3 separate regions of the Hordeum vulgare genome follow, and regions 2 and 3 are each linked to region 1. Evidence: chromatin contacts called from public Hi-C data. All regions are on one chromosome and are shown on one strand. The core of a region is the stretch at or near the end of the contact, and the rest is flanking DNA. Distances in the headings are between cores, read along the strand shown.

Region 1 (2,891 bases), core at 136-2,635:
GACTCAGCGTCGTTGTCCGTCATCGTAGATCGTAGATCATCGAGGCTCTGGTACCAATTGTTGGTTTTGAACCCTCAAAAACCCTTCCACGTACGCAACTAGCTAGCTAGCTAGCAGGTGGATGGATATTCTTGGGACGTGCCTAGCCTTGCTGGCTCAGCTTGCACTAGCCAACAGGATCGATACGGCGGAACTCAGGTAAAGCGATCGAACGTTGACGGCATAAACTGATCGGGAGACTTTGCTTTGATCTTTCTTGATCTGATATTGTAACGATTACAGGGGTTGCACTTATATATGTGTACGAGCCTAAAGGATCAATCCTACTCGGTATAGTAATCCTATTCTACTCGGACATGTACAACAGCCGTGCACGGACAGCGGGTTTAATCCCAATATTATCAGCACATACGTACAAATTACAAGAGGGGTTGCTGCTTTGTAGCTTCTCCCCCCGGGATGGGTCAGTGCTGATTCTACATTGAAATAATCGCTGTTTTACTAGTGGCTTCCTGGTTTAGTTTTGTCATTGCTAGACGGTGAGTACTTTAGTTACACTGTAATATGCAAGCAAAAGAAAAAGAGAATATAACCGGCAGGCGACAGAACTGCACCATCTATCTTGTTTCCAACTGGTGCTGATTTGTATGCTAGCATGTCGGCAAAGGAGTTGATACGATTTACTACTAATCTAGCGCGAAAAGTTTCTTCCGTTTCTGGTCCTGGTCGTGCGTGGTGATTGTTCATTGCACCGGTACGCTGGATGTGGCATGAACACGAGCAGTATGGAGCGCATGTGCGTGCCATTGGGCCGACGCACACAATGTTTGTTCGCAGTGCACGCACGGTACTGAAATCCCTAGAAAGGTGAGGGAGACGGATGGGGGCAAGTGCGATGTGCTCGTGTGGAGACGCGAGCGCCCTTTTGTTTTCACTTGCGGCGAGAGAGACGGCTCCGGTGACTGTGAGTGCGGCTTATCTCGGACGAGACGGCAGCACGCGGGCCGCCTCCCTCCCTCCCTCCTCCGTAAACAAACGAACCAACAGACGCCTTTTCGTTCCTTCACGCTTGCGACTGCATGCAAGCCCTGCCCTGCCCTGCTGTTGACGAGACGTCTTTCTTCTCTTCTCCGGCTCTCATCTCACACCCAACCACGGCGAGCTGCGGCGCACGTCGTCGAGACGTGTTATAGTCGTGGAGCACAGATTGCCGACGGACGTGCCGAGATGGTCCCGTCCAGCTCCATCCTGACGGGCGGCTGGGGTTCGTACAGGACGCGCAGGTGTCGTGCCAATCAGATCGATTCCTATGTCGATCGATCATTCCTCCGTTGTAACCGTGGCCTGTATGTAACCCGTGTTTTGCCTCGGCGTGCCATGTCTATATCCCATGGAATCTTTTCTTCCCTCGTTCCAAGCACACACGCACTCGCCCACGCAGTCATGTAGCTGCCGCTTCAAGCCACGGCATGTCCATGTGATCATTATTATTATTTTCTTTTGAGGAAATCATGTGATCAGCAAGGAGGGTGAAAATACGCAGCCGGAAGCCAGGATCGAAACTCGAAAATTGACAAGAGGGCCGAGATTCCTCTTCCTCTGCTTCTTTGGACTAGTCAAGTTTAACAGTTTTAGGTGCGTGTTAGGGATCAGCCGGCTGATTTGAGCCAAACATCAGCCGGGTAGACCACCGTTGGATCGATCCGTTGCATGCGTCCGCGGGACTTTGCACGCACCTGTCGCTTTCAAGTCTTAGGCCCCATCGTAATTCCTTCTCATGGCCATGATGGTGCTCCCGTCACCGGCTCTAGTCTTTGCTTCCTATAGCCTCTTGTATCTATGTATTTTGGTCTGTGCTCACATCTCATCACTTATTTGGACAGGAGTTCACTTGATTGTATTCTGTAGAGTGATGGAATAGAAAATAGAAGAAAAAGCAAAGGATGTGGATATCCATTATAGGTATGGTGAAAGCAACACCCGACCACACAAGTGGTGGAAGGAACACCCTATGAGGGCAGATTGAGCCATGTCACTGTACATGCATAAGTGAGGAAACTGATGATGTTCGTAAGAATCTTTCTTTTTTTATTTTTAAAATATTTTATCTCTTAAATATATTTTTTATTGAAAGACCATTCCCATCGCGAAACTAGATCTCATATCGATATGTCTCGACAACTTTCTTTATGATTAAAAGTTATCATGTCTACTGCATATAAATTACCATCATGATTACATTGAAGTTGCTATGATATATTTCAACTACCTTTTCTTTTATGTTTAAAGTAAAATATTGATATGTTATAAAAAAAAAGGAATTAAGAAACTAAACTTATCATGATGAACTACAAAAAATTGCCATGATCCATGAAATAATTTTGACATGGTTAATTACTAAAACAAAAATATGTCATGCATGGTCAATGGCTCAAATTTATCACGAACCATAAACTAAAATTGCCATAGTAAGTACTTAAATTTGCCATGATACATGTACTAAAATTTGTCATGGTTCATTCAAAAAAAATTCATTTTCGAAATATTAGAATTATCATGGTGAAAATACTATAAACTCAATTTGTCATGGTGAATAACTAAAAAGATTATGATGATGTCATATGTTTGATGTGACAAGATGGATGGTTATAAAGACGTATGTACCATGCTGCATCGTGCCACACGTGGGGGCATTATCATTTAGGAAAGGAGAAGGTCTCTCATATTTTTCAATTAATATGCCCCGACAAAAGTCGGTGAAAATAATTCAGTCTTTTACGGAAATCACGGTAGGTTGTTGCAAAATAAACCCTAAACTAAAGCACCATTTTTTAAAATATTCACAACAACAAAATAGAACAAAAATCCATGTTTTGTAAGGAAAAACATTT
Region 2 (2,891 bases), core at 103-2,602, 880 kb before region 1:
CCATAGGAAGATCTGAATATGCGTAGGAAAATTTTAAATTTATGCTACGTAACCCAACAAAAACACACCATATAGGAGGGAGGGGAGGTGAGGAGACCTCTTGGTGGACCACGAGGGAACATGACGTGCCCAGGGGGTGGGTGCACCATGTTGGCTCATGGTCCATAGGTAGCCCCCTCTGGTATATTTTTGGCACAACTATTCTTATATATTTCATAAAAAATCTCCGTGAAATTTTGGGTCATTTGAAGTCTAGTGATTTTTCACCCTTTTTCTTGGTTTTCGGGTCCAAACTTCTAGTTTCTAGTAATTTCCCTCTTTGTGGTGTACCTTGCATATTCAGGGATAAACGGCATAAGAATTATATAATAATAAGGAATAATCAACAACAATGTCATAGATATAGATAAGAATACAAGATGCATAATGGACGTATCATTCATCTTCTCAACAAAAGTCTTGTTAAGAAAGAACATAGACATAAAGTACGAGGGGATCCCAACAAGGGTGGAGTTAAGTAGAATCAACCTAGCAGCGAAGGAAGCAGATTTAAGAAATGTTCAAAAAAATGTTAGGGCAAAAAAAACGTTCATAATTTTTTAAAAATTTCAAGTATTATATTTAATAAAATGAAAGAAATTTTGCCAATTCACAAAATGTTCATGGATTAAATAAATTCCTAAAACTTTAGAAACGCTTCGTAAATGAAATTTATCTAATTGATTCATAAAATGTCTGATGATTCAAAAAGATCATGCAATTAAAACAACATAAATTCCGAATTTGTTTCTACCAATTTGGGAAAATAATGTTCGTCGACTCTAGACAAGTTCGCAGATTCAAGAAAAATAGTCGAATACTATTCACATTTAAAGAAAATATATTTGCAAATAATCTAAAATGATTATGAAGGCAATTCTTTTCCTGACTTTAGTAAATGTTCACAAAATTTAAAAATGTTCATCATTTCAAATATGTTCAGAACCTTTAAAAAAGGTCATGCTTTTTCAATTTTTTTGAATATTTCCCAAAAATGAGTGTGATAGTGTATTTCGCTGATGCAGCAATATATGGTCATGACCATTTAAGATTATGTGTTTTCCCATTGGAGCGCACAAACCGTTTTGCTAGTAAACTAAAAATAATAGGCAACGCAAGAAACAAACATTCTCCGTAACAATGTTTTTAGTACAAACAAATTACGTAACAATGGCTACAAAAAATCTGGGAATACTATACATTCTACGTGGTGTTGTGCGCCGGCTCACAAAAGGAACTCCCATGTGCGAGGTCTAACTCTGGCTTGCTGTAACCGATACGACGTAACACAGGGGACCTCCTATTCACCTTTCAGTGCGGCAACCAGTCGGGGCTTCGCACAGGATCACTCACGAATGGGCCGGCCCAGTAGGTGCACAACAACTGTAGTTATTTTCCTTTTCTATTTTTTTTGAAACTCTAGAATATTTTTTCAAAATTTAGAACATTTTTATAAAAGCAAAAATCAGTTTTCAAATTTGAATAATTTTTTTATAGTCGGTACATTTTTTCAAATTCCAGAATATTTTTTCAAAATCATATACAGTTTTAAATTCCGGAACATTTTTACAAAATCTGGAACATTTTTACAAATCCCGAAACATTCTTTCAAAATCTTGAACATTTTTTCAAATTCCTGAACATTGTTTCAAATTCCGGAATATCTTTTCAAATTCCAGAAAAGTTTTACAAAATCCGGAACATTTTTTCAAAATCTTAAACATTTTTTCAACATCCGGAACATTTTTTTAAATTCTGGAACATTTTTGCGAATTCAAGAACTTTTTTTGAAAATTCAGAACAATTTTGAAACAGAAATAGAAAACAAAAAAAAACAGAAATGAAAAAACAGAAAAATGAAAAGAAAAACAGGTTCGGGAACATTCTAGAAGTTTCCGAAAACCGGAAAAACCAAGTGGAAAACTTAAGGTTCCCAAAACCGGAATCGGTGAAAGTGTGAACGGGCCGAGCCAAACCCAGTCGCTCGCTCGCACTCCTGTGCGAAGCGACTACTATTTGCTGCCGTGAGTGCGAATAGGAAATTCCGTAACGCAGGCCCTCTGCAAGTCTTATGGCGACTTGCCTGCGACAGCAGGTATTAGTCCGGCGCAATAGCTACGGCGTCAACTTGCACTATTTTTCTTGCGTCTTTTATTCAAATTTTTAATTTCTCTTTGTATTCTTTAATTTGTTTTATTTTTTTTACATTTAGAAACATTTGAAATATATATAATATATTGAATACAATTTGTTTTTACATAAAATTTTATAAAAGGGTAATCTTCCATTTGGAAAATTTTAAACTTGTAAACAACAAAGGTTTTTGTGTATATCAAAAATTTGAAATGTGAAAACAAAAGTAGAAAAATGTTAATCATGCGTCTAACTTTTTTAATCCCGTGTACGAAATTGTTTTCGTAATGGTAAAAAACAATTCGTGCCATTACAAAAATCTATGTCACATTTGATAAAATATTTCTGCATTTCGAAAAACTGTTCCTAACATTGCAAAAATGTTATATACAAATGTAAAATAAATCAATTGGCATAATTGCCCTTAATTGTGAATAAAAACTGTATTCCATTAAGTTGTATCGTGACATTCAAGAGATATACGTGAGTTTCCATAAAATGTCTTTGAAATTTTTTAAATGATTATACAACTTAAAAAAATGATTATGTACATTAAGGAATGTACAACATTATTTGGGAATGGTGTTTAAAACATGTATTAATAAAATCTACTTCATGTATATTTGCAAATTATCCAATGTGTATAAAAAAATTCTTGTGTGTTCTAAAATTTATATTTGTAGTGAGATAAACTAGACATGTGTTCAACCGAAACAAAA
Region 3 (2,891 bases), core at 143-2,642, 670 kb before region 1:
TTCTATTGGTTCAATAAATCTTGGTTCTTAAGTAGGGTAAATACTTTCGGCTACTATATTACATCATCCTTTCTCTTCGAAAAAAAAATTCTAACACCATCACAAGTAGCAGCTACCTCTAGTTTCTTGATGTAGAGCAAACCACCGGGACGACGGACTATGCGTCTTTGTTCTACACAACGTCGTATGGGCAAAAGGTGGCAGGGCCTCCGGTAGGGGCGGCCATTTTTTTGGTGACAACCGTGAGCTAATTGACCTTAGTGCACTCTTTGGGCTCGTCCTCGAGTTTGAATGGTCAGACCATTCCAAATTTTTCAAGGGTTATTAAAAATACCAATCTGCATGGGAACAACAGTTGGATCTTACAAAGGATGTCGGAGTTGGCCGCTGACACGTTCTTCCAAGCTTGTGTGGATTTTCTGTCCAGGTTCGTTAGGGCATTAGTATCACAGATATTGTCGAAGACTCGCATATTGGATCAAACTGAAATTTTACAGGGTTGTTGTCGACTTAATTTGGCACAATCCGTCTCGAGGAATCATCAAAATGATGCCCGAGAAGGTGGCAACAATGAAATGGGTATGTTGCGTAGAAAATTCGGCACGTCACACACATGCTATGTCGATGTTGAGCCATCGACCTTCATGGTCGATCCTCCATGGACCATGTTGAATTAAAGTTGATGTTGATGAAGCATCCCATCTGAACATAGAATACATGTTAAATATTTTTTAAGAGACGTTGAAACCAACTTTTGAATGTTACAATTTTTTTAATACATTAATTGAAACTTTTATAAATATTTTGAAATACTTGTGTAACTTATATTGAAATGCAGGAATTTATATATAAATGTACTGAGTGTTTTTTAGTGATATGAGAAGTTTATATTGAATTATATTAACAATTTTTATATTGTATAAAGGTTTTGTCGAATGTTATGTAAAATTTTGAAACTTGCGAATATTTTTTAAATGTTATATACATTTCTCTTAAATGGTACAAACATTTTCTAAAACCTAAACTTTTTTTGAACTAAATGTTATGTTTAAAACATGTGATTAACCCATCACATGTGTATTTAGTATTTTTCATAATTTAAAATGGAACACAAATATGTGTAACATCAGCATGATGAAAACACATGGTTACTAGGCCAGCTCACTACCGGTGCGAGCTTGACTTCCATATCATGACATACAAGACATAGACTTGCCCACCTACAACTTACTAGGGAAACATACAGTTTTCAAGCCGTCGAGGTAGAGTGTGGCCTGGCCCGTAAAATTTAAGAAACATCATCTTTACTACAAAACGGATCTGGCACTTGAGGCGTAGCGACACCTCGGACTTATATGGTATGGTCGACATGAGTCATTGCGAATGCGCACCCTCCCATCCCGTGGCGTGTTAGTTTGGCCGGCCCATTTGCGGGCCTAGACGGTCCCTTATTTTTTTTCCATCTTTACTTTCCCTTTTTTGATTTCCTGTTTTTATTTTATTCAATCTTAAAAATAATCTGGATTACAAAAATGTTATAAAATTTCGAAAAATGTAAATTGTCAAAAAATGTTCTTGAATTTTAAGAAGTTCACTATTTGAAAAGGGGTGAACATTTTTTTATTTTAATGAACAAAGTATTATTTAGAAAATTAATTTTATGATCATTTTTTAATAATGATGAACATTGTTTTGTATTTAATGATTCTTTTTTGAGTTTGATAAACATTCTTGGAATTTATAAGTAAAATTTGTATTCAAGAATATTTGTTTAAAAACTAGAAGAAGTTTTTTGAATTCAGTGAATTTTTTTTGAATTTGGTAAAGAACGTTGAAATAAATCAACCAATTCCGGGTTTGTGAACATTTTTTAACTCAATGAACAAGATTTTATATTTTGATGAACATTTGTTCAATCTGATGAACAAAAAATAACTTAGATCAATTTTCTAAATTGTTGAACATTGTTTTTACATTGATGACCATTTTTTAATTTGATGAGAACAACAATGTTTGCAAATTTGGAAAGGAAAATCGTTTTTATAAAAACAAAGTAAATAAGAAAAAAGAGGAACGAGATGGATGAAGAAAAAACACAAAAAGGAAAAAGGAAAATACCCGAAAAATGGGCTGGATCATACGAACGCCTAGCGTGCGAGGGACTGCATGTAAGGTCACCCGCGGCCGACCACAAGTGGGCACTACAAATAGGATGCCTCGCGACGCCTATAGCGCCCACAAGTGGGGAGCTCGTAGCCGGTGCCCATGCACCCTGCCAATTGGGCCGGCTCAGTTTCAGAGTTGAATTTTCTATAAAAAAAAAACTGAACACAAAAAGTTCATAAAAGCAAAAAATGTCTTATAAATTTGAAAAGAAATTTCACGAATTTGAAAATTTTCACCATGGTCTAAACAAAACGTTCACAATTTTTTAAAATGTTCATGGATATTGAAAATTACTTCAAGAATTTGGAAAAAGTTAATCAAATTTGAAAAAGTTCACATATTACGAAAAAAAGGTCATTAATTTTGAAAATAAAAGAATCTATCAATTTTGGAAAAAGGTTAAATGACTTTAACAAAAAAGTTCATCAAGTTTGAAAAATAATTCATCAATTTAGAAAAAAGTTTCATATATTTGATAGTAATATTCGTCAATATTGAAAAAAGTTCAAATAATTTTTATTAAACTTCATTGGATCTGTAAAAAGTTCATCGTGTTTGGAAAAAAAATCTTAAATTTGAGTACAAATTTTGTGGAATCTGAAAAAAGGTCATTGAATTGATTTTTTCGACCAAATTTGAAAAAGTCCATCAATTTTTAAAAAAATGTGACAAAAAATCATCGAATGAGTAAGAAGAAAAAATAAAAATAAAACAGAAAAAGAAGA

The links. A called contact is a pair of places that touch in the nucleus more often than the background predicts.
Region 2: a contact with region 1 is called in a Hi-C map of leaf, with 4 times the contacts expected there. The contact joins two enhancer-like sites. A contact is called at or near these places in 2 of 6 Hi-C or Micro-C datasets (leaf and seedling).
Region 3: a contact with region 1 is called in a Hi-C map of leaf, with 8 times the contacts expected there. The contact joins two enhancer-like sites. A contact is called at or near these places in 4 of 6 Hi-C or Micro-C datasets (leaf, seedling and an unstated tissue).

Annotation. Positions count from the first base shown.
Region 1 is chr5H:407,670,640-407,673,530 of MorexV3_pseudomolecules_assembly, reverse strand. No RefSeq gene overlaps it. Among protein-coding and RNA genes, the nearest start is that of LOC123399049, 63 kb to the right of the region's middle. Within about 2 kb of position 1,385, at least 3 of the 3 cell types and tissues checked have open chromatin away from gene starts, as enhancers often do. A contact at or near this core is called in leaf and seedling, where this site is marked.
Region 2 is chr5H:408,548,417-408,551,307 of MorexV3_pseudomolecules_assembly, reverse strand. No RefSeq gene overlaps it. Among protein-coding and RNA genes, the nearest start is that of LOC123397934, 93 kb to the left of the region's middle. Within about 2 kb of position 1,352, at least 3 of the 3 cell types and tissues checked have open chromatin away from gene starts, as enhancers often do. A contact at or near this core is called in leaf and seedling, where this site is marked.
Region 3 is chr5H:408,336,847-408,339,737 of MorexV3_pseudomolecules_assembly, reverse strand. No RefSeq gene overlaps it. Among protein-coding and RNA genes, the nearest start is that of LOC123396787, 98 kb to the left of the region's middle. Within about 2 kb of position 1,392, at least 3 of the 3 cell types and tissues checked have open chromatin away from gene starts, as enhancers often do. A contact at or near this core is called in leaf and seedling, where this site is marked.